5 separate regions of the Mus musculus genome follow, and regions 2, 3, 4 and 5 are each linked to region 1. Evidence: chromatin contacts called from public Hi-C, HiCAR-type and HiChIP or PLAC-seq data. All regions are on one chromosome and are shown on one strand. Each heading gives the region's core, a stretch centred on a gene start, on an enhancer-like site or on the middle of the called end of the contact. The rest is flanking DNA. Distances are from core to core; before and after follow the strand shown.

The links. A called contact is a pair of places that touch in the nucleus more often than the background predicts. HiCAR-type assays count read pairs that join an accessible place to other places. HiChIP or PLAC-seq counts read pairs in DNA pulled down with a chosen protein or histone mark.
Region 2: an H3K27ac HiChIP or PLAC-seq map of regulatory T cells shows a contact between it and region 1, with 8 times the contacts expected there. The contact joins the enhancer-like site here to the promoter of 4921507G05Rik in region 1. A contact is called at or near these places in 2 of 39 promoter capture datasets (embryonic stem cells and pre-B cells) and 9 of 115 datasets of contacts at active chromatin or transcription factors (embryonic stem cells, regulatory T cells and stem cell-derived neural progenitor cells).
Region 3: an H3K4me3 HiChIP or PLAC-seq map of embryonic stem cells shows a contact between it and region 1, with 39 read pairs. The contact joins the enhancer-like site here to the promoter of 4921507G05Rik in region 1. A contact is called at or near these places in 14 of 39 promoter capture datasets (the C10 cell line, the HPC-7 cell line, embryonic stem cells and 8 more), 1 of 15 datasets of contacts at CTCF or cohesin (CD8 T cells), 11 of 484 Hi-C or Micro-C datasets (B cells, embryonic stem cells, erythroblasts and 2 more), 40 of 115 datasets of contacts at active chromatin or transcription factors (the HPC-7 cell line, the SCID.adh cell line, T-cell acute lymphoblastic leukemia and 22 more) and 4 of 9 other capture datasets (adipose tissue, embryonic stem cells, liver and 1 more).
Region 4: a contact with region 1 is called in a HiCAR-type map of kidney, with 3 times the contacts expected there. The contact joins the enhancer-like site here to the promoter of 4921507G05Rik in region 1. A contact is called at or near these places in 8 of 39 promoter capture datasets (the C10 cell line, embryonic stem cells, hematopoietic stem and progenitor cells and 4 more), 2 of 484 Hi-C or Micro-C datasets (nephron progenitors and neurons), 9 of 115 datasets of contacts at active chromatin or transcription factors (bone marrow-derived macrophages, craniofacial prominence, embryonic forebrain and 4 more) and 1 of 9 other capture datasets (adipose tissue).
Region 5: a Hi-C map of rod photoreceptor shows a contact between it and region 1, with 2.5 times the contacts expected there. The contact joins the enhancer-like site here to the promoter of 4921507G05Rik in region 1. A contact is called at or near these places in 7 of 39 promoter capture datasets (the C10 cell line, embryonic stem cells, liver and 2 more), 2 of 484 Hi-C or Micro-C datasets (neurons and rod photoreceptor), 10 of 115 datasets of contacts at active chromatin or transcription factors (the SCID.adh cell line, bone marrow-derived macrophages, craniofacial prominence and 5 more) and 3 of 9 other capture datasets (adipose tissue, liver and macrophages).

Annotation. Positions count from the first base shown.
Region 1 is chr12:110,838,128-110,844,324 of GRCm38.p6, reverse strand. 4921507G05Rik (RIKEN cDNA 4921507G05 gene) reads right to left here and starts at 3,296. Exons shown (of 2, transcript NR_152102.1): 1 at 3,040-3,296; 2 at 521-1,916. It overlaps Mok (MOK protein kinase), which reads left to right and starts at 3,386. Exons shown (of 12, transcript NM_011973.2): 1 at 3,386-3,579. The coding sequence starts at 3,573.
Region 2 is chr12:110,378,978-110,385,174 of GRCm38.p6, reverse strand. No RefSeq gene overlaps it. Among named protein-coding and RNA genes, the nearest start is that of Gm40577, 36 kb to the left of the region's middle. Within about 2 kb of position 3,849, at least 91 of the 459 cell types and tissues checked have an H3K27ac peak or open chromatin away from gene starts, as enhancers often do. A contact at or near this core is called in regulatory T cells, where this site is marked.
Region 3 is chr12:110,477,580-110,483,776 of GRCm38.p6, reverse strand. All of the region lies in intron 3 of Ppp2r5c (protein phosphatase 2, regulatory subunit B', gamma), which reads right to left. All of the region lies in intron 2 of Gm19605 (predicted gene, 19605), which reads left to right. Among named protein-coding and RNA genes, the nearest start is that of Gm19605, 5.0 kb to the left of the region's middle. Within about 2 kb of position 2,741, at least 11 of the 459 cell types and tissues checked have an H3K27ac peak or open chromatin away from gene starts, as enhancers often do. A contact at or near this core is called in embryonic stem cells, epiblast stem cells, stem cell-derived epiblast-like cells and 1 more, where this site is marked.
Region 4 is chr12:110,537,348-110,543,544 of GRCm38.p6, reverse strand. All of the region lies in intron 4 of Ppp2r5c (protein phosphatase 2, regulatory subunit B', gamma), which reads right to left. Among named protein-coding and RNA genes, the nearest start is that of B930059L03Rik, 51 kb to the left of the region's middle. Within about 2 kb of position 3,609, at least 14 of the 459 cell types and tissues checked have an H3K27ac peak or open chromatin away from gene starts, as enhancers often do. A contact at or near this core is called in liver, where this site is marked.
Region 5 is chr12:110,560,297-110,566,493 of GRCm38.p6, reverse strand. It overlaps Ppp2r5c (protein phosphatase 2, regulatory subunit B', gamma), which reads right to left. Exons shown (of 16, transcript NM_001373949.1): 11 at 5,026-5,196. Among named protein-coding and RNA genes, the nearest start is that of B930059L03Rik, 28 kb to the left of the region's middle. Within about 2 kb of position 2,978, at least 9 of the 459 cell types and tissues checked have an H3K27ac peak or open chromatin away from gene starts, as enhancers often do. A contact at or near this core is called in rod photoreceptor, where this site is marked.

The DNA of each region.
Region 1 (6,197 bases), core at 2,047-4,546:
TAAAACCTCACTCAAAAAGGTGTGGAGCAGAGGCAGGAGGCTGGAAGCATTTCCAGAGAGACCCGGACTCTTCAAGCCAGTAAATAGCTGGGTGAAGTGGCGCTTGCCCACCTGTAACCCCAGCATTTGGGAAGTGGAGACAGGGGGATCAAGAGTTCAAGGTGGAGCAGTCGAGTTCGAGGTCACCTGGTTTTTACCCTCCCTTTCAGCAAGACTCCTACTGTCACGGAAGGCAGGTTTCCCTACGTCCCTGCGTGCAATCTGTTTAAACACCCCGGGTATTTATGCGGTGAATCCTCTCCCACCACCACGTCGTGCACTCCAAAGGGCCGCAGCCAAGCCGACCTCAGCAAACGCTGCGAGTTCGAGCCCACTTTCCCAAGGGATGGGTCAGAACCCGCTTAGTGCCCAGGCTCACCCGGCTACCCGACGCCAGGACGCGGCCAGGCACAATGACTAAGAGGGAACGCTAGGGGGCACCCGAGACCCACGGAACTCAGAAACCAGGCGGCTAAGAGTACAGAAAATTAAGTTTTCTTAAGGGAGTGGATGTGTCTTTATACACAGCATTTTAAATAGCCCACTTTCTGATTTTTCATTTGTTCGCGTTTTTGAGCTATAGTATCATTTAGTCCAGGCTATCCTCATAGCTGAGCATGGCAATGAACCGCTCCTCTTGTTTCCATCTCCCTGAGGTTAGGAGTATAGGCATTCACTGGCAAGGCTGAATTTTATGCCGTGCTGGGGAATCGAACCCTGGGCTTCATACAAGCTAAACTACCAAATCAGCGCACCCCCAGCCGTATGTTTCCTTCTAGTAGAACTTTTTGTGTTGCCCTGTGTTCTGTTGTTTAGCTTTCTACATGAGAGTCGTTGGCCTGAGTGGATTTCGTTGAGTTCCTTTTTTTGGACGGTCAAATGCACGAGACCAGAGAGCAGCTGTGCTGTTTTTGTCTGTTTGTTGGCTCTTAGCCGGAGATGCCTTCAAGGGCTTCTTGCTACAGTCTGGGTTGGCTGTTCTCTATGCCTGCTGCCCAGCTCATCTTCCCAGCCTTCCCCATCCTGTGCTGGATCCCTCTCCCGGCAGCCCCAGGGGTTTGTCTCCCTCACTTTGGACGTCCATCATCCATGGTGACTCCTGGGAAGTGATGAGATCTCCTTTCGTGTGTGACCCCATTTTTGCCTCTGCCCCCACCACACCAATAACTGGGGAATTCTAGAAGAGAATTAGAAGCAATTGGAAGGCCACACTCCTCTTTTATGGCCAGTGAAATATTCAATGTCATGCCCCCTGTGCTTCTGTGAGTCTATCCCAAAGTTATCACATTGGGATAGACTCACATATCCCAAAGATATCACATTTGGGATAGACTCACAGAATGTGAGTCTATCCCAAAGTTATCACATAGCCTACGATTTAAGAAAGACAGTTTGCAGCAGGGGCAGTGGTGGTGTCCCCCTGCTTCTGTATCAAAAGATCTGGTGGAAAGAGTCACCTGACAGGAAAGCTGGAGTGGCAAAGGATAAAAGCATTTTCCAAAGTCTATGTAGCTGGAACTATGTAACCCAGGCTGGCCTTGAACTCGCAGAGATCGGCCTGCCTCCACCCATAGCCCCAAGCCACAGTGCTGGGACTAATAGCAGGAATGTGTGACAACCCCCTTTTCTCTGTGTCTCTTGCTTTTTCCAGACGCCTGAGTTGATTCTCCTGGCCTTCTTCACTAAGGCTCCATGACTCTAAGCTTGTCCTTCCTCTCCCCTCTGCAGCGGCTGGTGATCGAGCTCAGTCACTGAGTTCTAGCTTTTATCTTCCTCTTCACATTTTTAAATTTTGACATAGAGCTCTGGAACACACAGTCACAGGAAGGCAGAACATTTTCCATAGAGAAACCGAAGTCCTGCTTGTGAATTCTGGGCTTGGGGTGAGATGGAGAAACAGAAAACAAATAGGGAAATGAAAATAATTTAAATGTTTCACTCCCAATGTGTGCATATGAAAACTGTTAGACAAAAAAAAAAAAAGAAAGAAAAATAGACAAACAGAAGGGCTTTTCAGATGTTACTTCTATTTTTCTATTTATTTATTTGTTTATTTATTATGTATTTATTTACTTATTATATTACAGTAAGTACACTGTAGCTGTCCTCAGATACTCCAGAAGAGGGCATCAGATTTCGTTATGGATGGTTGTGAGCCACCATGTGGTTGCTGGGGTTTGAACTCAGGACCTTTGGAAGATCAGTTGGTGCTCTTAACCACTGAGTCATCTCGCCAGCCCCAGATGTTACTTCTAATTTGCTAAAACACATCAGTTGTTCCAGGGGCCAGTTTGAAACACACCCTCCATAAAATATGTACACGTTGAAACCCTTTGCGCCCAACTTCTTCTGGGCACAGAAACACAGGGAGTCAGAAGCCATGGGCTGGTGTCTGGGTTCAGTGATCCACCAGGAGGTGCCCCTGACAAAGCTCTTTATCATCTTGGGACTCCAACAACAGGATATATGGTTTCTATTGCCCAAGTCAGCAAAAACACTTCTCCCATCTGCCTGTTTAACTGGGTCAAAGGGTAAAGTTTGTCCTGAATCCTCAATGCTTAAAATCAGGCTTGCCCCTAGACAGATAAGAATGATACAGAGGTGACAGGTGCTGATTCCCCTGGCTTTTGGACAAACATTTATTAAGCACTTGCAGTGTGACAGACCCTGTCAAGCCTTAGGCAAAAGCCCCTAGGAATTGGGTGGGGCACCAGGGACATCTCATTTAGTCTTCACTGCGACCACTTGGGTAAGGATTTTTCTTTTTCTTTCTTTCTTTATTGAATTTAAATGCAGTTTATTTTTAGACAACCCACATGACTTTTTTTTCCCCTTTTTTTCTTTTTGAATTTAAATGCATGGGGTGAGAATTTTTCAACCTCACTTTACAGTAACAAGAATTTAGGGATCTCGTCTAGGTCGCTTTTCATTATATCTCCAATGCGTGCAACACTACTTTTAGCAAAGTAAATGTTTGTTGAATTAAGCAGTAAAACTTACAAATTACACAGCAGTAGCTATCAGGCTGCTTTGATGCTCAACTGTAGGTGTTGTCAAGAACAGGCTCCAACTAGTGTTACAGGCAGTTAAAGCTCAAGGAAATTGTTCTCGTCTGGTTCAACATCGTTACATTCTCGGGAGAGCTGGGAAGAGTCAGTCCCACCAAGGTCGCCTACTCACTAGGTAAGAAATTATACTTAAATTTAAAGCGGCGAGAGGTTGCGTAGCGACCGAACCGAGGCGGCAGGCTGCACCGCGCATGCGTGAACGGGCCAGCGGTTTTTAAACCCTCTCCTTTGCGCATGCGTATACGCATGTCTCCGGAACGCCCCTCCCTCCTAAGGGTCTGGCGGTTGCTAAGGCGACAGGAATACAATATGGCGGCCGGATCCTAACGCTCCCCAGCCAGGGACCACCGCGAAGGTCCTCGAGCCGGAAGCCACCTCTGGAAGGGAGAAGGCCGGTACCACAGTCTCCTCTTTTCTTTTCGGTCCGGGGCCGTCCAGGGGCTGACGGCGTCATCCGCGTTCAGGATGAAGAGTGAGTGGGGCCGGAGAAGGGCTGAGGGTCCCCGGGGCCTGCGGGGCGGCGCCGCAGGTACCCGGGGCTAGGCAGCGGGTTCTGCTGGAGTTTGAGGAGTTGTGTCATTTCGTTCATTCACTCGCTCATTCGTTCGTTCGTTCGTTCGTTCGTTTGTCGGATCGCATCTGAAATCTCAAGACATTGGCCGTCGGCTCTGAGCGCTCACACGGTGGCTCCCCGCCCCTGCGGGACGGCGGCTTAAACCGCGTTCGAGAGGGACGCTGGGCCGCCTATCTTACTTTCTGAGTTAAACAGTTGTGGTTCTGAAAGCATCCTTTTAGCGGAATGTAAAACGGTTGCTTAGAAGTTGGGAGATGAGGCAGTCTTTCTAGAAAATAGAAGGACTGGAAAACTGGACTTAGTGCCGGGTTTGTGGGTAACCTGGAGTCCAAATGCGACTAGACAAGTCGGTTTTGTTGGGACCGCTGTTTGATTTTCATAGATATACGGTTATGATTGCCTGTGATAGTGTAGCCAGAAGTGTAGTCTCTTACCGTGATTAGATTGTGTTCTCTGTAGTTACAATATCAAATTGACACTACATTTTAATTGCAGTGCAGTAATTTCTATGTACCATAAATGACATAACATTTAAAAAATAAGTCATCTCATTCACCCTTCAGTCTTGTGTCACTGTGTCACTCCCTTTAAGGAAGATTAATGTGGTCTTGAGGGGAGTGACGGGCGCATTCATTCCCCTCACTTAGAGGCAGAGGCAGTTGAATTTCCATGAGTTTGAGGCCAGCCTGATCAGTATAACAAATTTCAGGATAGCCAAGCCTACTAGACAGAAACTGTCTCAAAAAAAAAACAAAAAAAAACAAAAACAAAATCTGATGCAGTAGCATGCACCTGCAATCCCAGCATGCCTATGGTGAGATGGGAGCAGAGATAAGAGATTCCCAAAGAGCTCGAAGTTCAGGCATATGCAGTGCTAAACACCACAGACACTACTACAGGTGTTCCTCTCACCCCAGCTATGGTATCTTCTCTCTCCCTCCACACCCTTCTCTCTAGTATTCTCTCTCTCACCACAGATCCTATAGACACACTTAAAGAGGAGAAAAACAAAAACAAAAAAAAATTTAAGAAAAGTTAAAAAATAGACACATCATAAAATGCAAATTATATATGCAAAATATTAATTTAAAAAAATTTAAGTTTTATATATATATATATATATATATATATATATATATAGAGAGAGAGAGAGAGAGAGAGAGAGAGAGAGACAAGGCTAGCCTCAAACTCAGAAATCTGCCTGCCCCTGCATCCCAAGTGCTGGGATTAAATGCATGCGCCACCACCGCCCGGCTCATTTTGGTTTTTCAAGACAGGGTTTCCCTTTGTAGCCAAAGCTACCCTAGAACTAGCTCTGTGGACCAGGCTGGCCTAGAATTCAGAGATTAGCCTGTTTCTGCCTCTCAAGTGCTGGAATTAAAGGCGTGCACCATCACCACCCTAGGCCTCCAGAAAGTGGATTGTGGCCAAAGTTTTGGTAACACCCAGGTTTAGCCAGTTTTCCTGTCCTCCTCCTTTGCCTTGTAAGTCATTTGCATAGTGAGTGGCAAGGTGTCCCAGGGTAAAGTTAAGAGCATCCGCTCTGGAGGTGGAGGACATTGCAGCCAGGCACGGAGCTAGGCAGACCCACAGCCTCAGGAGTCCCTGCCGCCTCTCAGCCCCCTCAGCTCTCATCCTTAAACAGGTGTAGTGACAGCAATCTCCAGGGAAGATGCTGAGGATGCTGAGGGGTCAGGTAAGACGGTGTGTGTGTGTGTGTGTGTGTGTGTGTGTGTGTGTAAGACACCACTGTGTCTGGCATGCAGACTGGGAGTGAGTGCCTGGCTGGCCCAGTGGATGGAAGACATCGACTCGAGAGAGAAGATGAGCTTGACCAATCCTTACTTGAAGACATTTGTCCTTACTGGATCTAATTAGAGTCCTTACTTTTTCCTCTCTAGACTGTTTTTTGGTTTGGTTTGGTTTTTGGTTCTTTGAGACAGGCTTTCTCTGTGTAGCCCCAGTTGCCTTGGAACTCACTCTGTAGACTAGGCTGGCCTTGAACTCACAAGAGATCCGACTGTCTCTGCTCCCAAATGCTGGCAGTAAAGGTGTGTGCCACCACTGCCTGGCCTGTCTGATTTTTTTTTTTTTAAGATTTATTTATTTTATGCATGTAAGTACACTGTAGCTGTCTTCACATACACCAGAAGAGGGCATCAGATCTCATTACAGATGGTTGTGAGCCACCATCTGGTTGCTGGGATTTGAGCTCAGGACCTCTGGAAGAGCAGTCAGTGCTCTTAACCACTGAGCCATGTCTCCAGCCCCTATGTAAATGTTTTAATGGATTATTTAATCATACCTACAAAAACAAAAGCAAAATTATACATCCTAATACATGCTTTGCCATGCTATCAGAGGTTTTTTTTTTTTAAATATTTATTTATTTATTATATGTAAGTACACTGTAGCTGTCTTCAGATACTCCAGAAGAGGGCATCAGATTTCGTTACGGAAGGTTGTGAGCTTCCATGTGGTTGCTGGGATTTGAACTTGGGACCTCCGGAATAGCA
Region 2 (6,197 bases), core at 2,600-5,099, 460 kb after region 1:
CCCTTGCCTGCTTGGATGACTCCAAATAAGGCTTGCAGGCTGCCTCAGGGATGATTGTCGGGCCACATGAATCCCAACGTTCGACAATTCTCATTATGTCGCCTAATTAACGATTTAGACTTTTGGGGGGGATTACTGCTTGTCTTGCGACTCTGATAACTTTCCAGCTTTAATTAAAACGTTGTCAATTATAGAGGGAATAAAAATATCTGTAAAATTACATCCATTTAGACAAGAAATACTTAAGGAGACCTGAGGCTTTCCTAGCCTCTGAAAAATAACAATTTTTAAGAGTTTAAAAAAGTCTGGATTATTAAATGTTGGAAAGTATAAATAATTTTAAAAATCTTAAACAAGATAGGATGTATGAAGTTGTTTCTTGGCATTTTGTTCAGGAATTAAATATTTGAAAATTTCCCAAGATGTAACCATTACTTCTACATGTGGATAATATACAATGTAGTCTGATGGGGCGGGGCGGGGCGGGGCGGGGCGGGGCGGGGCGGGGCGGGGAGGCTTCTTGAGGTTTTCATTTCCCAAAATACCTTCAATGGGTTGGTGTGTTTGAAGTATATTAGACTTTTTATTTTTGATTTTTTTGGATTTATTTATTATTATGCATAAGTACACTGTAGCTGATTTCAGAAGCACCAGAGGAGGATGTTGGATCTCATTACGGGTGGTAGTGAGCCACCATGTGGTCGCTGGGATTTGAACTCAGGACCTTTCGAAGAGCAGTCAGTGCTCTTACTGGCTGAGCCATCTCGCCAACCCAGACTTTTTTTTTTTCTGTAGTGAAATAAATTTGTTTTAGTTAATAAAACAAATTGTTTTTAATTTCTAAGATTCATTATAAAATTTTGTAAAGAATCAGATTTTGAGTAATCATAATAAAAATGTAAAAGTATCCATAAAGCTTAGAGTATTGCTCGGTAGGCAGAGTGCTTACCCAGCACGCACGAAGTCCTGGGACCCAGCCCTAGTGCTACGTGGGGACCTGATGTGGCACACTGCCTGATCCAGTACTAGGGAGTCAGAGGCAGCAGAATCAAGAGGTCAGAGTCTTTCTTGGCTACAGAGTGAGTTCAGGGCCAGCCTGGGCTACACAGGACCACCCCCACCAACTCCTAACACACACACACACACACACACACACACACACACACACACACACCCTCACGAGTGGAGAAGTGACAGAACAACTAACAAAATCTATTCTTCTTTACTTGGAAGCTAGTCCAGAGTCGCTCTCTGAAGACAGAGTGGAAGGTTATGGAAGCCGGAACATGACCAGAAAGAGAAGGAACTGTTTCTACTCCTTGCAGAACAAAGAACTAAGCTGGGCCCAGACCTCATCTGACTGAGCAGTAGGAAGCACCAGACACTGTCTACAGCTGCCCTGAGCTGCCCAGCGGACAAGCCCCCCTACTGTCTCAGAGACCAGAATAATAATGACCCTACTGAGGGCAGGTTCCTGTGAAAAAGAGGAAGTCCCCAGAGAGCAGCTGGAGCCTGGAGGCTGCCATCTTGGCCTCAGGAGGCAGGCAGAAGAGAGGTGGGGACTGTTTATGTTGATAAGTACTGATAAGTTCTGATGATAAGTACCTGAGACTATGTATAAAGGACAGGGTGTGGTTCTGGAGGCTACAAGCCCAAGAGCAGGGTACCAGGATCTGGAGATGAGGAAGGACCACGGTTGAATCAAAACACAATAGGGTCATTATACAATAAACAGAGACAGCATGCAGGCTCCTCTCTCTCTCTCTCTCTCTCTCTCTCTCTCTCTCTCTCTCTCTCTCCAGGGTCCTGGGGCTTGCTATGTAGACCAGGCTGGCCTCGAACTGAGAGATCTAAATTCTGTGATTAAAGGTGTGTGCCACCATGCCTGGCTGTTTTCTTTCTCTTAGGAGCCATCAATGCAGTCTTGTAGGCTCTATGTAGGTGATGGCATCCAGCCAGAACCACCTCTCAAAGGCTCCATGTTCAGACACCATAAACATGACTTTCGGGATGAAGTTTCCAACACTTGAGACCTGTGTGTGTGTGTGTGTGTGTGTGTGTGTGTGTGTGTATGGGAACATGATGATAAGTTATTCAGCGTATGCGCATGATCAAGTTGGGGCCACTGGCATATCTTCAACCTGTAATCCTTTTATGTACTGGAAATCACACAGCTGCTTTTCTAGTCATTTCGAGGTCTATTCTCTCTCTCTCTTTTTTAAATTTTAAATTATTTATTTATTTTATTTATACGAGTACATAGTTGTTGTCTTCAGACACACCAGAAGAGGGCATCAGATCCCATTACAGATGGTTGTGAGCCACCATGTGGTTCCTGGGAATTGAACTCAGGACCTCTGGAAGAGCAGTCAGTGCTCTTAACTGCTGAGCCATATCTCCAGCCCCAATTTCATCCCTTTTAGAGCCGAGGAATAGTCTCCTGGGTAGGTCCGCCATGTTTTCCATGTCTGAGCACTGGTTACTTGGGGTGGGTACTTCTACAACAAACATGGGAGTGCAGGTAGGTGTCCTGTTTTTCTAATACATGATTTAATTATTTTTAAGATTAGAATATAATTACATTATTTCTACCCTTCCTCTTGCTCTCTCCAGTCCCTCCCATGTCCCCTTCCTTGTTCCTTGTCAAATTCATGGTCTCTTCTCCTTTAATTGTCATTCCTACCCCCTTATACACACACACACACACACACACACACACACACACACACACACACACCCTTTAGTGTATGTTCAATTTCAGGGCTGACCACTTGGTATTGGATAACCAGTTGGGCCTCATTCCTGAACCCTTGGCGCTCTGTGTAGGGGTGCAGCCCTGTGAGATTTCCCTCTTCCTGTACTTATCCAGGGCAGCCATATTGTTGAGGTATCATGAGTAAACTTTGTTATTTCTAGTGGACACAATCTCACAGCTGACTTTCTGGTCTTCTGGAAAACTGCAATCTTTCTGTTCTCTCTTTTGTAAAGTTTCCCCAAGCCTTAGGTGAAGGAACTGTAGTGCTGATGTACCAACCGGGGCAGTGCCCTGCTGGCTTGTTCTCTGCATTCTGAGCAGCTGTGGTTTTCTGTAATGGTCTCTGTTGTACAGAGGCGTGTAGGTGTCTTTTTGGTGTCGTGTATTCATTTCCTTTGGGTTGCTGGCTTATATGCCAGTTCTATGTATCATGTTTCGAATATCCATAATGGCTGTTGATTTGTTTCCGTGGACAGACAGGCAATATGCACTTTTGGGAACAAACTGTGGTGGGGGACACATTGCAGACAGGTATAGGGGGCCAGAGGCCAACCTTTGGGGTCAACAAAGAGCTGTTGAGTCAGCCCACCTTGGAACCTACTCTGCTGCTGGGCTTCCTACTGAATAAAATGACACCCATAGGCGCCTTGTGAGCTTGGATTAGCTTAGCTCCTGTTCTCTGTAGTGAGTCTCCCCCTGGGGCGCGGGGGGTGATCCTCCCTGATCAGCGACTGCAGAGATGGGTGGACAAGGAGCTTAAGAATGGATTGGGATCAAAGAGTTATGTGGAAAGAGGGCTGGGGGTGAAGGGGCCTTGGGCTGGCAGTCAACAGCAGGCAGGGCAGGAAGTACTGTTTTTCCAGCCAGAGCCGGAGGGAACCAGTCTTGCAAAGCTGTGCGATGACTCAGAAGGGAGGACAGTGTCGTGTGGGGGCGGGAGGCAGAGTGATCACTTTCCCCGCCGACAGGCTTCATCTTCAGAACATTCGATCAGAGGTGAGTGATCGTGGGCGTTAAATGCTCACCTTTAAAGGTCAACACGGCAGACAGCCGGCCTCGTGGCCCAGACGTGTGCCTTGGGTAACCGCAGTGGAACTCATTAACTTGTCACCACGGTCCTGGAGCTGTCAGATGGCCTTCCTTAGGAGGTGCTTTATCCCCAACCCCTCCCACGCTGGCCAGCCCGAAGTACCAAGTCACACAGCCCACAGAGCAGGGAGCTGAGGGAGGACATGGTCAGGCCCCCACCTGATGCTATCATCCCCAGTCTGAAGGGCAAATGGCAAGAGAATGCATGCACTGAGCACTTCTGTATGTGACACCCTGCCTGGAAGTACTTAATGCTTAGTTCTAGTCAAAGGAAGGGAGTCTTGGAGAATTGGGGATCACTCAGATGTCAGGCTCTTAGGGATCCACTAAAAAGTGTTAACCTACCTGGGGACATCAAGCTAGGTCCTGGGATGGTCTCTGACTCCTGCAGAGACCATCGCGTGAAGTGAAGCAGGCTACATCATAACACAGCGTCAGGGGCTCGGAGAGAAGAGCTGAGACCCACTCGCCTCTGCTTTCTCTTCTCAACTCTGTTCCCTGCACAAATCCACTTCCCCAAATATTTATTGAGTGTCTATTAAGCCCAAGTACTGTTACCTCCCAGCTCAGGGCAATCTCTGCCTTCTAGGGTACACAGTCTGAAAAGAGACATCATGGGTGGGACATCATGCAGGGACAGAGATGCCTGGATGGGGGACTGGGGAACATGAAGGGACAGTCAGGAAGGGACAGAGATCTGACTGCAGAAGAGAGAGAAGGATCCCACGACTCCTTTAAGGCCTGTCAGAGTTCCAGAGATGACCAAGGACCTGGGCCCGGGTAGGGCACTCACGTGTGGGGGCTGTCTGCCTTCAGGGACCCCACAGCTAGGCCACCCGAGAACCCCTGGTGTCCATCCATCCATGGGATGTCTCTGTGTGGAGTGGTGGGCCCACCAGAAGGCATGGCCTCTGAGACTTTCTGGGGTGTCCCCCTCTAGTCACTTCAGATTTAGCCCGGCTATACCCCCGACCAATTTTTCTCTCCAAGTATGTGGCAGGGTGGGGAGTCCACTTCCTGAAGGTCCTGAGTTGCTGGGGTTTGAGCAGGGTGAGGGCGAGGTGCTTTTCTAGGGCGGCCAGCTTCTGTCTGGTTCTATACCCGCCGCGGTCTTATGGGAAGACTCCAGTCCTCAGCACACAGTGTAGACATGGAGTTTCAACCCAGCGGACTCTGACCACCACCCTGCTTGAGGCCGTTCAGTGCCATGCCTCGCATGCTCTTAAGAAAATGATCAAAACCTTCAACAAGGCTCTGCTTAGTGTGCTCACACAGCATCGTCCCAACTGCTCTGAATTAATCACTGCTCCCAACCGCCTCGGATTAATCGGGTGTGAGTGTTGGCTTAATCTCCTCTCCATTGGAGTCTAGCTGGCACTGCGGTACCCCTGGAGCTGTGCAGTGACATGTTTATATGTAGAAAATTAAGCAAATAATAAAAACAGCTGGCACTGGGGTGTTATTATCTCCGAGTTCACAAGCTCCATGTTTTGCATACATTAACTTCAACCCTCAAACACCGAGGCAGCTGCTGCCGGCATTGTACAGGTGAGAAGCCCGAAGCAGCGAGGTCAGGTGACTTGTCCCAAGGTGTTCAGGAAGGGATCGGAGCCAAGCAGCCAGTCCCAGCAACATGTTCAGAAACAAGAGATGCATTACTGATTCATTGTATGAGTGGGGAAAAAAAAGGCAGACAACTTTTTAAAGGTGAGAGAAATCCCCCAGAAAGGAACGTCATTAGCATTTTATGTCATTTTTCCTCGGCATACGTTAGGTACAGCCTTAGATGTAGCCATGTTTTTGGAACCTGATGGTGTTCACTCCACGGTGCTTTGCTGTCTGCTTTTTTTTTTTTTGGTTTTTCGAGACAGGGTTTCTCTGTGTAGCCCTGGCTGTCCTGGAACTCACCCTGTAGACCAGGCTGGCCTTGAACTCAGAGATCTGCCTGCTTTTGCCTTCCAAGTGCTAGGATTAAAGGTGTGCACCACCACTGCCCAGCTTCTGTTTGCTTTTTTTTTATTGACAGCCATCTGAGACACTTTCACACAGTGCCTGATTGATTTATCTGTATCTTTTTTAAAAAAATATTTATTTATTTATTTATTAAATGTAAGTACACTGTAGCTGTCTTCAGACACTCCAGAAGAGGGCATCAGATTTTGTTACGGATGGTTGTGAGCCACCATGTGGTTGCTGAGATTTGAACTCAGGACTTTTGGAAGAGCAGTCGGCACTCTTAACCGCTGAGCCATCTCACCAGCCTCCGATTTATCTGTATCTTATGTGTGTGAGTGCTTTGCACTCATGTGTGAACATGTGTACCATGGGTGTGTGTGTGCGCAGAAGAAGACTG
Region 3 (6,197 bases), core at 1,492-3,991, 360 kb after region 1:
AGATGGGGGCTAGCATACACTAGAGCTATGCTCATGAACTGGAATACAGACAGGCAGGAGAGGAGATGCCTAACAGCTTTATATAACATAGACAAATTCAAAGGCAAAAGAGCGAAGACACTTTTTGATGTATTTTTCCTAATGATCTTACATCAAAGGATTTCAAACCTTATTAGTGATTTCTCCCATACTCTTGGAAACCTTAGGCATACAAAGTAGTTTTTAAAGACTTCTAAGACTATAAAACATGCCGCACTAGATATAAGGCAGGCACACCATACTCTCAGCATCCAGCTGAGGCAGGAGGAACTCAGGACAGACTACACAGTAAGCCTATACAAAAAGAGACATACATCACAGGAGAGCAGGGGACAGGAGCAGTGACCCAACACCAACAAACGCTCTCAGACCATGAAGAATAAACCAAGTCGACGGATGGGGGGAATCATATGAACAGTCCCCAGAAGACAGCACGTAAGTGATTCGCAAACAGTCAACTCAAGCCCTTCCTCGCACCAAAAAACCCGCTGGGAATGAGACAAGCAAACCAAGACAAGCCACGACTTCTCCAACCCCACAGCTTTTACAAGAAGAGGGATCTTCAGACAGGATGAGGGATCAACCCTACAGCTATAGGCCAGCGCCTGATGGACCCTGAGCAGATCTGAAAACAGTTACTCTGTGTCTCACAAGAATCTACTCTGTTGGTTTTTGCTTTTCCAGGTAGGCTTTGAGTAGCCCTGGCTGTCCTGAAACTCACTCTGTGTACCAGACTGGCCTGGTCTCAAGAGATCTGCCTGCTTCTGCCTCCTGAGTGCTGGGATTAAAGGCGTGTGCCACCAATACCCACTCACCAGAATTAAGACCAATTCAAATAACCCTGACCTTTTCCACATCTCCCTCCAACCAAAGAAAATATAAATACAGATTAATAAAATTTATTAGAAAAACATTAAGCCCTTAGGATTTAAATGATCAAGTTTGTGTAAAAAAACAAAACTATGAACAATCAGAAACTGCAAGGCAGAGTGTTTTTATCTATTAGGGCAATGATAATTTTTTTTACAAATGTCTGTATTTATTTAGTGCACACATGTCAAGGGACAAATGTGAGGGTCAGAGAACAGTTCAAGAGTCAGTTCCCCTTTCCTGCTATGTCGGTCCCAGGGGTCAGAGCCTAGGGGTGACAGCAGCACTTTTGCCCACTGAGCCATCTTATCCACCCAACTCTAATGATACAGAGAACAGTAACTGCGTTGTGCCAGAGCTTTGACAACAGAGCTATCGACTGCTCACTGGCTTAGAAAACAGTCAGGCAACAGGCACCGAGAGGCTTTGCTTAGTAATTTTACTTTAAGAACCCATTCTAAGCCGGGCTTGGTGGCGCATGCCTTTAATCCCAGCACTCGGGAGGCAGAGGCAGGCGGATTTCTGAGTTCGAGGCCAGCCTAGTCTACAGAGTGAGTTCCAGGACAGCCAGGGCTACACAGAGAAACCCTGTCTCGGGGGGAAAAAAAAAAAAGAAAGAACCCATTCTAGAAATAAAATAACCATGGATGAAACAGTTCACTAAAAACATATTTTACAACTGGGCTGAAATATGACACGTAACACAAAATCTATTCTTTATTACATTTACCTGGGTCTGTGCCCCCCCCCCCCCACACACACACACATACCACGCCATGAAACAGAGGACCCACCTACAGGAACCAGACCTTTTCTTCTAGCATGTGTCATCTCCTGAGCCACCGTGCCAGCCCCATCCTAACTAACCATTTTCACGTGTGCACCTCAGTGGTCTAGAATCTTTCAGATGGGTGCCCTGACGTGGAATGGAGTAAATCCACTCTAAACTCTGTGAGGTACCTCCATATGGTTGTTAAAGTTCTTGTACCATCTGCTGTTCCTACCAACAGCACACAAGTCCCCGTCCTCTTCCGTCAGCAACACTGGTTTGCGTGTAATCTCGAGGTAGTTTTCATTTGCATCATTAATGATTAGTGATGCTGAGCCTGTATGCTTGGGCCTATGGGTCATTAGTGTATATTCTGAGAAATGTCCACTTGAGTCTTCTATATATTTAAATGAAGTTGTTTCGCTGTTGTGCATGTGTAGGAGTTCATATGGTCAAGATATCAATCTGTTATCAGGCTTGTCATTTGCAAATATTTCCCTCTCCTCTGTAGGCTGCCCATTCTGACGACTGTGCACCCTCACACACACTGAGGTTTTAAGGGTGACATAGCACAGTTTACCTAGTTTGTCTTTTATTATCTACAATATTTAACAACGTGTCCAAAAATTCACTGGAATCTAATACCATGAACTCCCCACTGCCAATTCCTTCAAAGACTTTTTATACTTTTGGTTGACAGCACTTAGGATTTTGACGCCTTCTGAGGTAATTATGTTTGTGGACTTCCAGTTTCCAGTACTTTCCCGCTCTGAGCTGGCTTTACTCCTGGCTCTCTATGCTGGTTTAGCCTTGGGTGTTGTTATGGAAACCCACAGTCATCCTGTTTACTGTAACTTTGTTGCTTTAAAATCAAGATGCGTAAGGTGCCAGCCCTTTCCTTTTTCAAGATTTGGAATGTCTTGGTCTTCCCAGTGGATTTTACGATGACTTTTTCTGTTTCTAGATGAAACCATTCACCTCTTGGTAGGACTGCCTGCATCTGTAGGTCCCTAGGCTGGCACTGATCCCTTAACAACCCTAGGCTTCCAATCCAAGAGCATTGGCTGCTCCTCTGGTGGTTTGACTCCCATAGACTCATGAATTTGAATGCTAGTCCCATAGGGAGTGGCGCTGTTAGGAGGTGTGGCCTTGTTGGAGTAGGTGTGGTCCTGTTGAAGTAGGTGTGGCCTTGTTGGAGTGGGTGTGGCCTTGCTGGAGTAGGTGTGGCCTAGAGGAAGTGCATTACTGTTGAAGTGAGCTTTGAGATTTCCTATGTTCAAGCTCCACCCAGTGTGAAATTTCAGTTTCCTTTGGCTGTCTTCGGGCCAAGACACAGAACTCTTGGCTCCAGCAGCGCCATGTCTGCCTGCATGCCACCATGCTTCCCGACATATTGATAATGAACTAAACCTCTGAAACTGTAAGGCAGCCCCAATGAAATGTTTTCCTTTATAAGAGTTGCTGTGGTCGAGGTGTCTCCGAAATAAAACCCTAACTAAGACACCCTCCTCTCTTCAGCACTGTCTTCTATCTCTGTTCTGGGTGTCTTAGAGTTTTTAGTGAGGAGTTTCTCAACTCCTTAATAAGAAATTCCTAAGAAATTTATTCGTTGAGAATATGACCTGTTATTTATGATTCTAAGACACTGTAAACTAATTTAATGTCAAAGGAACTGAGAAAGGTTGTGAAGTTTATACAGCCATACACGTGTAAAAATTAGAAATATGAGCGGAAAAGGTGACACAACTTCTCAGTGTCTAGGAGGCCACTGAGGGTGGCACGGATGCACTGGCCACTCTTTAGCGCTCTCACTATTGTCAGCATTGCTAAAGTCGTTTGCTCCGGAGCTGAAGGGGGAGGGGGGAGGGCACTGGAAAGAGGGAGCCGTCAATGGCCCACGAAGCTTCCTTCTTTGGCTGGGAATGAAGCAGCATGCCTGTGTGATCCTGTGTGTGCCACGTATGACTGTAGGTCTCTGCAGCCACGCCTGTCTGCTGCAGGAGGAAGCTTCCCTGATGATGGCTGAACAAGACACTGATCCATCGGTTAGCAGAATGCTATTAGAAGTTCCGATACGCCATAGTGATCCCCTTGCTGAGTTCAAACCAAAGTGCAGGACCCAGGCAGGATGCCACTAAGCCCAGTCCAAACAAGGTCAGCAGAAGGCAGGTGCAGCCATTGCTCGCCTCAGAACACGCCTCTGTCCACCAACTGAATACCGGAAGGTCCCCACGTGATGATTGGGGACACAGCAGAGCCACTTATAGAACCTATGTGGAGACTAACCCTGGAGTGGCCACTGGGCTTGACCACTCTGGGGGCGTGGCTCCCCCCCCTCCCGCAGGCGAGCCCTCAGACAGTGTATAGTGCCTGGAGGGTGCTCTGTTAGTGTATGGCAAGAACAGGTTGAGCACTCGGCAGCCCCCCATCTGGTCAGAGTGCCTTGACTACTCTCACATCTCTTCCTGGCAGTGCAAGACTAAGAGGGAGGACATGCTGCTGCATCCCGGCAGTCAGAGCACCACCCGCGGTTGTGAAGAAGACTCCCATACCGCAGGCGAGGCCGTGGCCTGTGCCTTAGCCATCACCCGCCCAGTGCTACAACTGTCTACACTGATTCTCAGTTGCTATGGCTACACTATCCAGGGCTGGTACGGACAGGCCTCCTACAGGACAAGTGCCAGGGGAGCTGGAGCGGCCCATGAAGGCTCTGGCCGCTTCCAACTGCGGAAGAGACCAGAACTCAGCCTGCATCCTCTGCTCTTCTGTCGCTGTTTTGTTGTCTACTAAAAACAAACAAACAAACAAAACAAAACACCTGCCTGTAAATACATCCCACTGATTTTAATTTTACAAAGTAGTTCTGAACAAAACCTTCAAATCTTGATTTCTAAATTGAGCCAAAGGTTTTCTTTGGTTTTCCTTTCTCATCCACCGCAATCTGGCATTTACTGGCAAGTCTGTGGTACTGCAGTGGCAGTGTGTGGCATCAGGCTGGCCAGTGTTGGCACCTGTGTGAGTGTAGCTGTTATGGGTCCTGTTGGGGAAGAAGTCTAACCTAAAACCTCTGCCTTCACTTGTAGTTCAAAATAGACTTTCCTTAGACAGATCAAAGCTCCCTAGTACGCAGCTCTGCTCAAAGGCTGCCAGGAAAAGTCCGTTGCCAGCATCAAGGACAAAGGGACAGGCTCGGGTGGCCCTGTTGATTCGAGCAAGTCTCCAGTGACTGAGCAGAGCCACCAGAGCTTACCTCACAAAGCTTACCTAACAAAGCTTGCCTACTCCAGCTCCTGCACGCAGACCCGGGCCCACTTTAAATCCTCGCAGCTGGGCTGGGATGCCTTTCAGACCAGAGCAGGTGCTCACATCTTTTTTTGTTCTGAGAAGACAGGAAACCCATGAACTCTATAGAAAGGATTCAAGCGTCTCAGAGTTTCCACACCAGCTGTTTTATACGGTCTGCTTCCACCCTCAGCTGCTGATCTCCTTTTCAAGAGCCCCGAGGCAGAGCAAGGAGAAGGGAGCCATGAGAGAGCCTATGCCTGGGCATCTTGGGCACCCTGGGTATCCTGAGAGGTGGCACCACAGCAGTCACAGCAGTCCCTGAGAGGACAGGGGTGGACAGGCCAGAGCTGCAGTGCTCTTCCCTCCTCCAGCAAATGCAACAAGTGTTTCCTGGATCTAGAACAGACACAGGCCCGCCCGCCCTCACAGACAGCGGGGCGATGGCCGGCATGAGGTAAGGGGTAACACGTTTGAGCACTTTCTCCGCAGCTGTCGAGTAAGGAGGTGTCAGCATAAGCAATTCGACATCACTGAGCCTCAGAAAGGAGTCATGTGCTGGAGAGCCTTGAGGGCCTCCTGCTGAAGCAAACGGAACCAGATGGAGGACAATGCAGGAGGAGACCCCTAGTCATCAAACCCAGAGACAGCAGAGCTCAGGAGGCCTGGGGGCTGCTGCAGGGCAAAGCTTCTGCGAGGGGGATTCAGTGTGGGGAGACGTCAGTATGCACGGGCCTGTCAGGAGGGTCAGGTCGGGACCCCGTAGGCTGCTGAAGGCACACCTGTGGTGTGTAGGTCACATGCTGAGCTCACAGTGTACATCTTACCACAGCTCTAAGAGGAGGTAAAGTAAGGTCTGAGCCAGGGAAGTTCAGGAGACACTGGGCAGCAGGAGCGATGGGCCATGGGATACCACAGGGGAGAGCAGGTTGTCTGGGAACCAGGTCTTAAGGTGGAAGGAGAGGACAGAGGGTGAATGTCCAAGGAATAATGTACATACACACACGCACGCACTCATGCACGCACACAAGCACGCACGCACGCACACGCATGCTCACCACGTGAGTTGTGAGATGCTGTTCAGGTTTTACGGGGAGGGCCTGGCTGCAGGTCCAGCTGTCTGACAAAATGCTGGCTATTACTTATGGTGTCGGCCAGGGGTCACCTGTGGTCACCCATGGTAGTTAAGAATTCACTGTGGCCTGGCACCAGCTCACAGGACACACAGGTAATCAGA
Region 4 (6,197 bases), core at 2,360-4,859, 300 kb after region 1:
GTCTGGCTGTGTATCCAGGGGTCGGTTGAGCAGAGCACTTGGTCTGACTGGACCCGCACAAAACACTTTGACTGGCCAGTGATGGAAACATCAAAGCTTCTAAGGCATTAATTTAGGGTTGTTGTTTTTTTTTTGTTTTATTTTATTTTTGTTTTTATTGTTTACATGTGACCTATTATCTTATGACAACTATAAACCCACCAAATGCCTGTTCCAGTTTATAGGTAATCAAAAAGTCCTTGTCCGCTGGGCCTGGTGGCGCACGCCTTTAATCCCAGCACTCGGGAGGCAGAGGCAGGCTGAGTTGGAGGCCAGCCTGATCTACAAAGTGAGTTCCAGGACAGCCAGGGCTACACAGAGAAACCCTGTCTCAAAAAACCAAAAAAAAAAAAAAAAAAAGTCCTTGTCCCACATTGTTAAAAGCGCAAACCCAAATATCAGACATAAATGGGAAGGGCAGCTCTAGGACAACCTCTTGGGACGCTGCTGAGCCTAGCAGTTGAGCCTAGAAGGCAAATGAGCACCTGGTACTTCCCTGGGTTTCCTCCTCCTCCTCTTCTTCCTCCTTGTCCTTCTTAGAGATTTATTTTCATGGTCTGTGTACTGCATGTCTGACTGGTGCCCGTGGAAGCATGAAGAGGCTGCTAGATGCCCCAGAGCCGAGGTTATGCATGGCTTCAAGCCATGAGGTGGGTGCTGGGAACTGAACCCACGCCCTCTGCAAGAACAGCCTTCTCAGAGTCAGAATTATAGTAACGAGTCTTTCTTCTTTACTGTCACTACTACCTAGCTTGCAATCCGGGCATTTCTTGTGATGTCACCGGCATCAAAGCTAGGAGCAGCTGTGCAGCTTCTATGAAGAAGGCAGAGACAGAAGAGGAGGCGTGCAAGGGAGAAAACGATGGCCAGAGATACAGAAACAATGTATGCCTCAGGAGGGAGGCAGGCCTATGCGCCACGCCTGAGTGCCCACATAGAGTATGAGTGTCAACTCCTGGCCTCTGGGGACAGGAGCCCTCTGGGATCCAGAAAATGTGCATGGGGCTCTGTGGGGCCTCCCAAACAATGGATGGGAAGCCATGGAGAGAAGCAGGTGCACAGGACATTTCTCAGTAGATGGGGGATCAGGGCAGAGGGCTTCCTGAGGGAACACACCTTCGAAGCTCAAGGATGAGGCAAGGAGATGGGATGAGCTCAGTCACGCACAGCCTGGGTGGACCATCAGTGCCTTCCAGGGAAGCCCTACAGTGGCAGAACTGACCCTGTCAGCAGCAGAGACTCCCTGGGCCTCCTGTACCTTCCCAGGCTGTGACTGTATTGGGAGATGAAAGTTAGAATAGAACCGAGTCCTCTGTCTGATCTGCCTGTCTCCTCAGATGGAGAAGAGCTAAGTAAGGGGCCTTAAAGAAAATAGGAGATGGCTCTCTGCTCTCTGACAAGCATAAGTTGCAGGCTCTGGCGGGTGCCATCGCAGAAGCAGAGTAGGGTATGTGGAGACCCAGGAGGGTCAGCATCTGTAGAGGAGGTTGGGGATTCAGAGGAAGATCTTAAGAGATGCTGAACACTGCCCCGCAGGCATGGACACACCACACAGGAAGGACCAACACACTGGAAGCGGCTACAAGCATCGATGAGAAAACAAGCAACTGTTCCCAGGCAGAGAGAGAGAGAGAGAGAGAGAGAGAGAGAGCTCTTCCCAGGTTATCCCCAGGAAGAGGAGATGAGAGGAGGCCCTCAGATTAGAGCTCCAAGCTGGGTGTGATTCTACAACCAAAGATGATGCGAGCTGTGCAACCCACCCCAGGAGTATTTAAGGAGCAGAACTGTGATGTCTCGGACAATGAAGAAAGACAACAGCTCCTATCATTGTCATCCCAGGAGTTCCTGTGTAAGGAAACCTGACACCTGGAGCTCCCAGACACTTCGTTAGTGAATCACAATACACTGCCCCCCCCCAAAGGTTTATTAGAGCTAGTGCTGGGGTAGGGGGAGACAGAGGCGAACATATAGTCTGGTACCCCAAACTTTACTGGTGTTTCTAATCGGGTGCCATGTTTAAATATAAAAACTTCAGGAGCCAAATTTGTAGAAGGACACGGGTGAGGAAAGCAATGGCACTCATGTGACCTCCATGCTCCTGGGACCTGTGGTGCTGGAGCGATGGGACCAAGGCCGGATGAAGGGCCGGAAGCCTGAGGTGCTGCGCAGTGTGCCAGCCTGTCATAATCTTGTAAATGGATGCATATATTCTGAGAATAATGGAGATACAGACACAAAGCAGGAGCGGGTCGCATGTGGGAGGGCAGCATGACACTGTGACCTTTTCTCATCTAGAGTCAAGACAGGAATGGGCATTCTGCCAGGGTCTCAATGTGCCGTCTCTGAAAAGGGCAAACCCTCTCTTCACACCAGGCTGCTCTGAGGGTCACAGAGAACATCTGCAAAGCATTCTGGCTCATGCCATTGCTCATCATGTCCCAAATGTCTTTCCTGGAGACAGTAGGAGCGGGCATGTGTTTGTGCTAATCCACAAGGCTCCACCTGTGCCACGCACGACTGTAATACCAGAAAGAACCGACACTCTCGCTTTTCACTACGACAGCCCCGGGGATCTTTCTCAAAGGGTCTTATTCTCTGTTTTAAATATAAGCCAAGCCGGGTGGCCACGCCTTTAGTCCCAGCACTTGGGAGGCAGAGGCAGGTGGATTTCTGAGTTTGAGGCCAGCCTGGTCTACAGAGTGAGTTCCAGGACAGCCAGGGCTACACAGAGAAACACTGTCTCGAAAAACTAAAACTAACTAACTAACTAAATAAATGCCAAAGCAGCCTGAAAAACAATTTACAAAGAAGACTCTTACAGTCCAGCAGCCCTGTGCAGCTTCTCTGTACCTGTATCAGCCATCACCAATGAGTGGGTCCGTGACCACTTACGTAGCTGTGATGTAAAGGGACAGTGTCAAATAGAACAATGATTCTCATTCCAGAGACACTGGGAGAGTATTCATTTCTCAGCTCTTTGGTTTGTTCTGACCCACCGCTCCCTCACTTCCGGTTCCCGCAGTCCTAGCGAGCATGATTTCTATCTGGGAGGCCAAGGGCCAAATGATGGCTATCTCCAAACACTTCCTTCCACAGACAGCACTGGGGTACCGGGTTCTAAGAGTCAGAGTGCGAAGAGACACATTTCTGAGAAGTCTTCAAGTCACCATTTGTTTATATGTTGTATACTTGTAAAGCAGGGGCCCAGACCTATCAGCAAAGGTGGGCCCCAAGACACAAAAACCAAAATAAAAAACCAAGGGCAGCAACATCAACAACGAGAAGCTGTATGGATGGAACGATGCCATAAACACAGACATGAAGACATTCGGCGCTGAGAGCTAGTCATCTGGCTAGGCGGCCTTCAGAGAAAGCACAGAAAGGGATAAAAGGCTCTATGGACAGCTGCAGCAGCGCGACAGAACCTTCTTCACCAAGGCCATCTCCTACAGGGAACCCACAGAGAAATTTTCAAATTGAATTGATCGGTTTGTTGTGTGCCAGCAGGTGTCACCTGGAGTTCAATGACGTGGGTACTCTGGCTGGTCTGTGAGCTCCAGGAAATAGCTACCTTTCCAGCAAGGGCATCACACATGCATGCTGCTGTGTCGGGCTTTTTCATAGAGGATAGATGGCAGGCACTTTACCAAAGAGCTACCTCCCCAGCCCTGCATGCAGTCTCACACATACGGTGAGACAAATCTTGGATAAACTTGGTGAATGTATTTAGCCAGCCCTCTAGCAGACACTCAGAAACTCGCACAGAGCAGGTCCTCTGGAAAAGTGCACATCGGTCACCTTACTAACGGAACTAAGTACAAAAAACCTGCCAAAGGCGGTTCAACCTTTGCCTCTCAGCTGTAACGCAATGCAGTTCTCACTGCTGTCCCTACTCTCAGCTCCTGCACGGTGCTTCTCTGGAGTGCTCACCTCAAGTGCACCTGGATGGTGGGGACATGCTAGGCTTTCACTCCCAACCCGGGCCCTACGACATTCACTCAGTAGCTCTCCAGGGGAGCGAGGCAGAGCCAGAACTGCTTTTAAACACCGCCATTTCCCGCCAAATAGATGCCTGCACATGGCACTTAAAAACCCATCCTTAAAATTCTTACATTTGAATAGCTTTTCATTTTTACAGTCTGTTCAAATATGGATGAATGTCTCTCTCTCTCTTTTTTCCCCCTGGTCTTTTCTAGACAGGGTTTCTCTGTATAGTCCTGGCTGTCCTGGAACTCACTTTGTAGACCAGGCTGGCCTTGAACTCAGAAATCCGCCTGCCTCTGCCTCCCGAGTGCTGTGATTAAAGGCGTGCGCCACCACCGCCCAGCGGATGAATGTCTGAAATGCTTGCTACCAGAATTGTTTGCATTAGTATGTATGTGTGTGTGTGTGTATACACACACATATATGTGAGTTTTTGGTTTTTTCGAGACAGGGTTTCTCTGTGTAGCCCTGGCTGACCTGGAACTCACTTTTGTAGACCAGGTTGGCCTTGAACTCAGAAATCCGCCTGCCTCTGCCTCCCGAGTGCTGGGATTAAAGGTATTCGGCACCACCGCCCAGTGGATGAATGTCTCTTATCTGAAATGCTTGCTACCAGAATTGTTTGCACTAGTATGTATGTGTGTGTGTGTGTGTGTATATCCATACATATACATACACACATACTATATACATATACATGTATATACATATACACACACACATACATACATACACACGCATATATATGTGAGTTATTTTGGGGATCGGATTCAGGTTTAATTTGTTCCTTAAACATATAACCTGGAGATAAGTTAAAACAAATTTTCCCCATTAAATGCATACAACTTTTTTTAGTGGGTCTAGGTCAACTGTAAACATTTCCATTGTGGTATCATGTTGGTGCTCAAAAATTCAGTTTGGATTTTCAGATTAGAAGTATTTATTCTGTGTGTTCTAGTATTTAAAATAAGATTTCATTTTATGTGTATAAAGAGGTACCTGGGTGTGTGCATTGCACACAGTGTGCCCTTGCCTGTGGAGGCCAGAGGAGGACACTGGTTCTCCAGAGCTGTAGTCACAGATGGTTGTGAGGCTCCTGGTGTTGGGTATTGACTCTGGGTCCTCTGTAAGAGCAGTGAGGGCTCTTAACCATCACTCCAGATGCCCAACTTACATGTTCTAACATATGGTTGAAAATATCAGGGAAATAAAAATTTATAATCTTTATAGGATATTAAATAATGGGGATGTAGTTGCAATTCTTTTAACAACTGTTCTAACAATTCATAGTATTTTATAGCTATTGTACAACTAAGTGTGTGACACTATCTTACTTCTGATAATGATGAAATGGGACAGCCATTTTACTGTGTGAATTTATTTAACATTTTTAAGAGTAAAGAAACCATGACAAGTAATAGCTCGTAAGGCAGGTCAATTAGTATCTGCTTAGAAATAACAGTGTCCAACAGTGGGAGGGTTGGAGCTGAGCTCAGCTGGCAGCCTGCTTGCTTGGCAGGCAGGAAGGCACGGGCTCCTCCCTGGCACATCATAAAACAGAGCACAGGCTTGTAACCTAGCACGTGGAAGGTGGAGGCCGCGGCGTCATAAATTCAGGGCCATTCCTGGCTACGCAGCCAGCATGGGCTATAAGAGACTCTGTTTCTAACAAAACAGAACAGAAAACCAAACCACACCAAGTGTTTGCTGAGTATGTAGCGGCTTGGCAGGGGACTCCTCTGTCAGGCACAGGCCCCAGATTAATTCCCAGTATTGTAAGAAAGCAAAGTAGAACAAAGGTGGAACAAGAAACGAATCCTGAGTTATTTCCCATGGCCAATGGTTTTAAGTACATTCTGGATGCTGAATCCCAAAATGTTTGATGCTGACCAATTTTAACATGAAGCTGTAAGTGCGGTCTAGTGAGCAGTTACACCTGGATTCTAAGATCAGTTTTTTAACACATTTGCTCTGTCTAGCAGCAGATGGATATTTTTATTGGCATAAAGTGTGAGGGAGTTAGGAAGCCTTCAGAATATCCCATCAATATGCCCTACCTCCCACACAATGTAAGGAAGTGAGAAAGGCCATGGAACCATCACTTACGTGACTGCCTTTAATCCTACTACCCTGTGCCCATGGCTGACTCAGTTGAGGCCATAGCTAAGTGTCAT
Region 5 (6,197 bases), core at 1,729-4,228, 280 kb after region 1:
TGAGGAGAGGTAAGCTTTGCAAATGGGTAAAAGAACACAGACAGAAATACAGCGTACATCTGTCTTTGCTTTTTCTTTTTTAAAAAGGGCTATGGAGATGGCTCGAGGTGCAGGTGCTTGTGACCAAGCCTAATGACCTTAGTTTGATGCCTGGGACCCACACGGTCGAAGACAGCCAACTCCTCCACACACACATCCTGCAGTATACACTTGTCTCCACCCATGCCTATCACACACACACACACACACACACACACACACACACGCACGCAGTTTTAGGATGCCTTACTACTGCTCACACCGAGTCTCTCACCCACCAGAGCCTTCCACGCACTGGGACTAAGTAAGGGTGAGCACCACCATGAATGACAGGTAATTTTTGCTTAAGAGTTCAAGACTTTCTTTGCTTTCATTTTTGCTTTTTTTTTTTTTTTTAAAAAACCTATGTAGTTTAAGTCAATGTACAATTGATAATCTTCCTGTCTCTGCCCCCGAAGTATGGGAGCTACAGGCATGTGCAATTATGCCTGGCCAATTCCTTACCTGTAATTTTTTAGGAGATCTCTTTATTCTGTGTCTATGCTGTGGTGGGGCAAACCCTCGCAGCCCCGAGCGAGGGCAGCATGAGAGCTGGCTCTCTCCTTTCGCTATGGGTCCTAGGGATCCAACTCACTGTCAGGTTTGGTGGCGAGTGCCTTCACCCGCTGAGCCACTGTGCTGGCCCTGAATTTTAATTTATCCTGTGTACACGGATGTGAGCATGTGCTATGATGTGCATAGAGGTTAAAGGTCAACTGATTCGGTTCTCTCCTCCCAACCTCACGCGGGTTCTGCATCCCGAGGTCAGGCCACCCAGGCTTGCTCGGCAAACGTCATGTCGTCTTTTTTCACTCCTTTCTGTTTTGAGCCAGGGTCTTACTGTGCTGCCATAGCTGGCCTGGAACTCAAAACGTCGCCCAGGCAGACCTTGAACTCAGAGTCCAGAGAGAACATTTAGGTATCCATAAATATTTTTGGATATTACGAGGGTTGTTTCAACCCTGGTAAGAAAACAGGAGACAGGGTGCTTGAACTGAAGGCTCAAATTACAAAGTGTTTTAGTTTTTAACACAGTTTTGTTTTTCTTGAGAACAGTAGCCAGCCTGGCCTAGAGTTTGTGATCCTTCTGCCTCAGTTCTGGGATTAACTGTTCTCTCAGCTGATTAATGTCACGCTCGGCGACAACCTGAGCACTCAGCACTCCTGCATGCTTGCCCCAGTTCAGCCGTGCTGCCTGCCGCCGTACTGGCAGGCGCTGGTTCTGACCAATGTAGCATGGTATTCCATTCAGATCTCTTCAGCGTTGGGCCCCTCGTGAGGATAAACAACTTCACTCTGTCCTGTCTGCTCGCCTTCAGAGTCAGCTTGCACCAGCACACGTAGTACCCATGTACACTTTTGACTTATCTTTCTAAAACATACATAGTTTGTTTCATGCGTGTGTGGACTGTCAGGATTGGCAGCAGGTGCCTATCTGCTGATCCACTAGGCTGGGCCCTTTGCACTTTCACAACAACTTGGAGTTGAGAGGTGACTGACACCTCAGATGCTGTCTCCTCCGCAGCCACCATGGCCTTGCCTTAGGCGCAGGACAACTTCCAGAAGAGAAGCGACCAAGATGGCCAGGGAGTGAGAAAATTTAAAACAGAAAAGGCACAGGGAAAACATCTAAATATTAAGAAAGAGCTGGCCACATATTTCTGGAAGGTTTTAGAACTGATCCGAGTCAATGGGGACTGGACTTATCGGGGAGGCCCCTACAGGAAAGAGTGAAGAGTCTCGGCGGTGGATGACCTGTGCTGGGCTGGTTTCCAAGGTTTAGAATCCTTTAGTCACAATCCCTGTCAGAGGTGCCTCTGCTTCTCTGGGGAGACCTTGGCTGTCCCTGTACACTCTACCCTTGGCTCATGGGGAAAGGCACAGTGTGCACAGGCGGGGAGAGCAGGCCTGGCTCACTCGCCTTTGCTTCCCCGGAAAACACGGTCAATGCCTTGCAGGCGTCCTTCCTACCTGGGCTTGTTCTTCCACATGAAATTTTATCAAATTTGACACATAGTAGCACACACCAGTAATCTTAGCACTCTGAATCTGAGGCAGGAGGATCATGACACGAGGTCAGTTTGGGCTACAAAGCAAGTTCCAGGACAGTCAAGACCACACAGAGAAACCCCATCTCAAAAAACCCAAACCGGGGCTGGAGAGACGGCTCAGTGGTTAAAAGCACCGACTGTTCTTCCGAAGGTCCCGAGTTCAAATCTCAGCAACCACAACCATCCTTAATGAGATCTGACGCCCTCTTCTGGTGCATCTGAAGAGAGCTACAGTGTACTTAGATATAATAATAAATCAATCTTAAAAAAAAAAAAAAAAAAACAACCCAAAAAACCCAACCAAAGGCTTCTTCCAGCAACTGTTGAGTGTCGAACTTTTCACCTAGAAGTAGGCCTTTGTGAGCCATGCACCCATCCTGGAACACTGGCTAGAATGGTCTTGTGTAGCAGCCACAACTGTTGTGTCCAGAATACACAGCTCCACAGCTGCCCCCGCCCCCCCCCCCCCCCCCGACTTCTGGCTCCTACAACCCTGTCTCTTCTGGGGCTTCCCTGAGCCTTGGAGGAAGACAGTAGGGCAGGGATGTGAAGGCCAACACTCTAGTCACTTACTCTGCACTTGGGTCATCTATGGTTTTGTGTTAGCCTCTGTCCACTCTACAAAGCAGGCTCTCTGATAGGGGTGTGAGCAGCACTAAGCTAAGGGTGCAGAGTCAGCGTTTGGAAGCCCGTTAATCCGTTAATCCGTTTAGCAAACTGATGGCAGTAGGTTCTCCCCAGGGCCTATGAACGCTGGGCCGCTGGTTCCCGCACAGGGTTACCGTGAGATCCTTCTTATCAGGCAGGCTTTCAATCCAGTTAGATAGCTGTAGGTTATCCCTCCAGACGTTCACGCCCTTACTGTACGGTTCCACTGGGTGTACCTCCCTGGGGAGTAGTTACTGGAGCCTCCCTAGCACCTTGCAACACTATGGAAACTGGCAATCAAGAAGCTTCCAGCCAGTACCAGCTTGATTTCTCTAAGTCCTGTGACCAGAGTGCATGGTGTCACCAGCAAAAGGGTCTTAGCCCCACATTCCAGTCGGCAACTAAGTCGTCTGTTGCTGTGAAGAGACACCACATCCAAGGCAGCTTACACAGTGAAGCAACTGAAAGTTAGAGTGCATGGTGATTAAGGCAGGGAGCACGGCGGCAGGCAGCAGGCAGCAGGCAGCAGGCAGCAGGCAGGCAGGCAGGCAGGCGAGGTGTTGGAAATCCACTCTTGTTCAAACCAACATGGGAGGGCTCCCCCCCCCCCAATAACTTGAAGGAAGGTGTCTCATGCTTGGTTTTGACTAGTTTTTGTTCGATAGTTAATGGTTTCTGAGAGAAGTATTAATCTCCCATGCAGAGAAATTCTAATTAAACTCTCACCCCACCCCACCCTTAGATAAAATAGGTTTCCATGTCTGTAGGCATTCTTTTCTATCTCTGGGGAGGGTCAGGTTCTCACATACTCTTGGGGTCTCTCTCTCTCTCTTCCAGGGGCTCTCACACCTGCGTCCTGGCTGGTACCCAGAGTGGGGATGAGGGGATACACAGAGTTTTAAACGATGCTCCTTGGTGAAAACTGCTCACTCCCTATGTTTTGGAAACACAATCTTCCGGTTCTAGTAAATTGCCCATGGATGTTTAAAATAACAACAGCTCAGGCTTCCCAGGGCTATAATGAATGCAGTGGGAAGCCTGTCCAGGGGTTCCTTCTCAGCAGAAGCAAACCCAGCCTTGTCCCCAGCAGAGCTGTCAGGCTTCCTTGTTTTAGGTCTGCTGCTGGTCCCATGGCTTCCTTCATAACTCTGGAAAGGCTTTGCATGGGAGGGCCTCGACACTGAGAGCAGTCTCTCGGGACTGCTGGTCTCTTCACGCAGTCCTGGGTTGCTCAGCTAGTTTCATGGTGGCTAAGCAGTCATCGCTTCCAGGGCCACAAAGTTCTGCTGACCATCACATCAGCTGGACACAGCAGAAGGTGTCCCTGGAAGGAGACACAGCCAAGGCAGCTCAGAGAACTTGAGAGTAGAAAGTGGGTAATGGACACTAGCTTTCCAAACTGGATTTTAGTAGTAAAAAAAATAAAAATTAAAAAAAATATTCAGAAATATTCTAAATGCTGGAATTAAAGGCATATTGCCCTCTACTGCCAGGGAGAAATAGTAACTTTTTTTTTTTAAAAGAGTTATTTATTATTATAACTAGTTACACTGTAGCTGTCTTCAGATGCACCAGAAGAGGGCATCAGATCTCATTCTGGGTGGTTGTGAGCCACCATGTGGTTGCTGGGATTTGAACTCAGGACCTCTGGAAGAGCAGTCAGTGCTCTTAACTGCTGAGCCATCTCTCCAGCCCTTAACTTTTTAAAGATGTAAAGAGATACAACTTTATATGTCAGAAAGGAAGCACCTTATGAAGAGAGAGATTTTCAGAGTTAAAGGTTTTTAATTGTTGAGGTATTCATTGATTTGGATAACTCAATTATGAGAAATTAGGGTCCTATGAACGTAACAGCACATCACCTGAATGCAGAGCTTTGCAGGGACAATGCTGTCAATCACAGTGGCTGAGAAGAGTGGTTTCAGTGAGCAGCATAGGGGCCAGAAGTAAAACTACCCAGAACTAAGATTATACTTTATTTTTGGGTACCGAGTCTCTCTATAGCCCAGGCTGGTCTCAATTTGTAGCAATCCTCCTGCCTTAGCATCCTAAGTACTAGGATTACAGGAATGAGTCACCCCATCTGGTTAAAATTTTAGCATCTAATTCTGAAGTATATGTTAAATAAAAAAAAATTTGAATTCCACCAGTCGATCACAGCAGGACCAGAGCATAAACAGCTTCATGTAGAGAAAGTCATTTTGACAGGAGCACCTGGCCCCCACCCCCGGCACCCGGACCCACATACCTGGAAGTGAGGGCTGGAAACACATTTGGCTAACTGTCGGAAAAGAGGCTCCATGATCTTCACAAACTCTGATGGTTCAATTACATCTAAAATTTCTTCTAATTCATTTAAGAACATTACTTCTTTTGGACTGTGAGTCTTTGGCCAGTATTTGAGAAGTGCCATTACCACCTACAAAACAGTAACAGCAAACAAAGTGATCTCACAGGACGCCAAGACACCCTAGGGCACTGGTTCTCAACCTGTGGGTCACGACCCCCACAGGGGTCACACATCAGATCTCCTGCATATCAGATATTTACATTACAATTCATAGCAGTAACAAAGTTACAGTTATGAAGTAGCAATGAAAAAGTTTAAGGTTTGGGGTCACCACAACCACAGGAACTATGCAAAAACAGCTGCAGCATCAGGAAGGCTGAGAACTGCTGCTCTAGAGGAAAATGACGTCCCCACTGCCAAGCATGAGACACGTGAGACGGAAACGGTGAGAATCATCCCCACGCCTTTTCTCTCATTAGCAGTCTAGTTTTGCTGGGCAGTGGTGGCGCACACCTTTAATCCCAGCACTTTGGAGGCAGAGGCAGGCGGATTTCTGAGTTCAAGGCTAGCCTGGTCTACAGAGTGAGCTCCAGGACAGCCAGGGCTACACAGAGAAACCCTGTCTCGAAAAACAAACAAAAAGCCAAAACCAAAACAAAACAGTCTAGTTTTATATACTTTAATGTGATCCATCCCCTCTGATGGAAGAGCAGTGGAGTGCTCTAGAGTGGAAGCAGCCAGTGTAGACACTGCTAGCAACCTTCAGACGAATGCATACTGCACCTCTCAAGGTAACTGACTGCTTGTCACACACAGTTTACAACTTTGTTAAAACACATCAAAAGCATGTTGTCAATCTCACAGATGTAAGCCCGCATGCACTGAAGGTGTTGGACCTGAGCGGGGTTCCCGATGCCCCCCCTGTGTGATCACCCAGAGCCCAAGGATGAGTCCTGGAGAGTGCTTGGTCAGGAGGAAGCACATGGCAGCCCAAGCTTCCACTGAGCGCAGTGCTACCTTGTCTGAGGCCCAGGGAGTCAGATTATAAATTCACAGTGCTTCCCTACTCTGTGGCTACTGCACGTTACTCTCTTTGCCTAAGTCAGAAAGCTACAAGGAGTGCCTGCTGG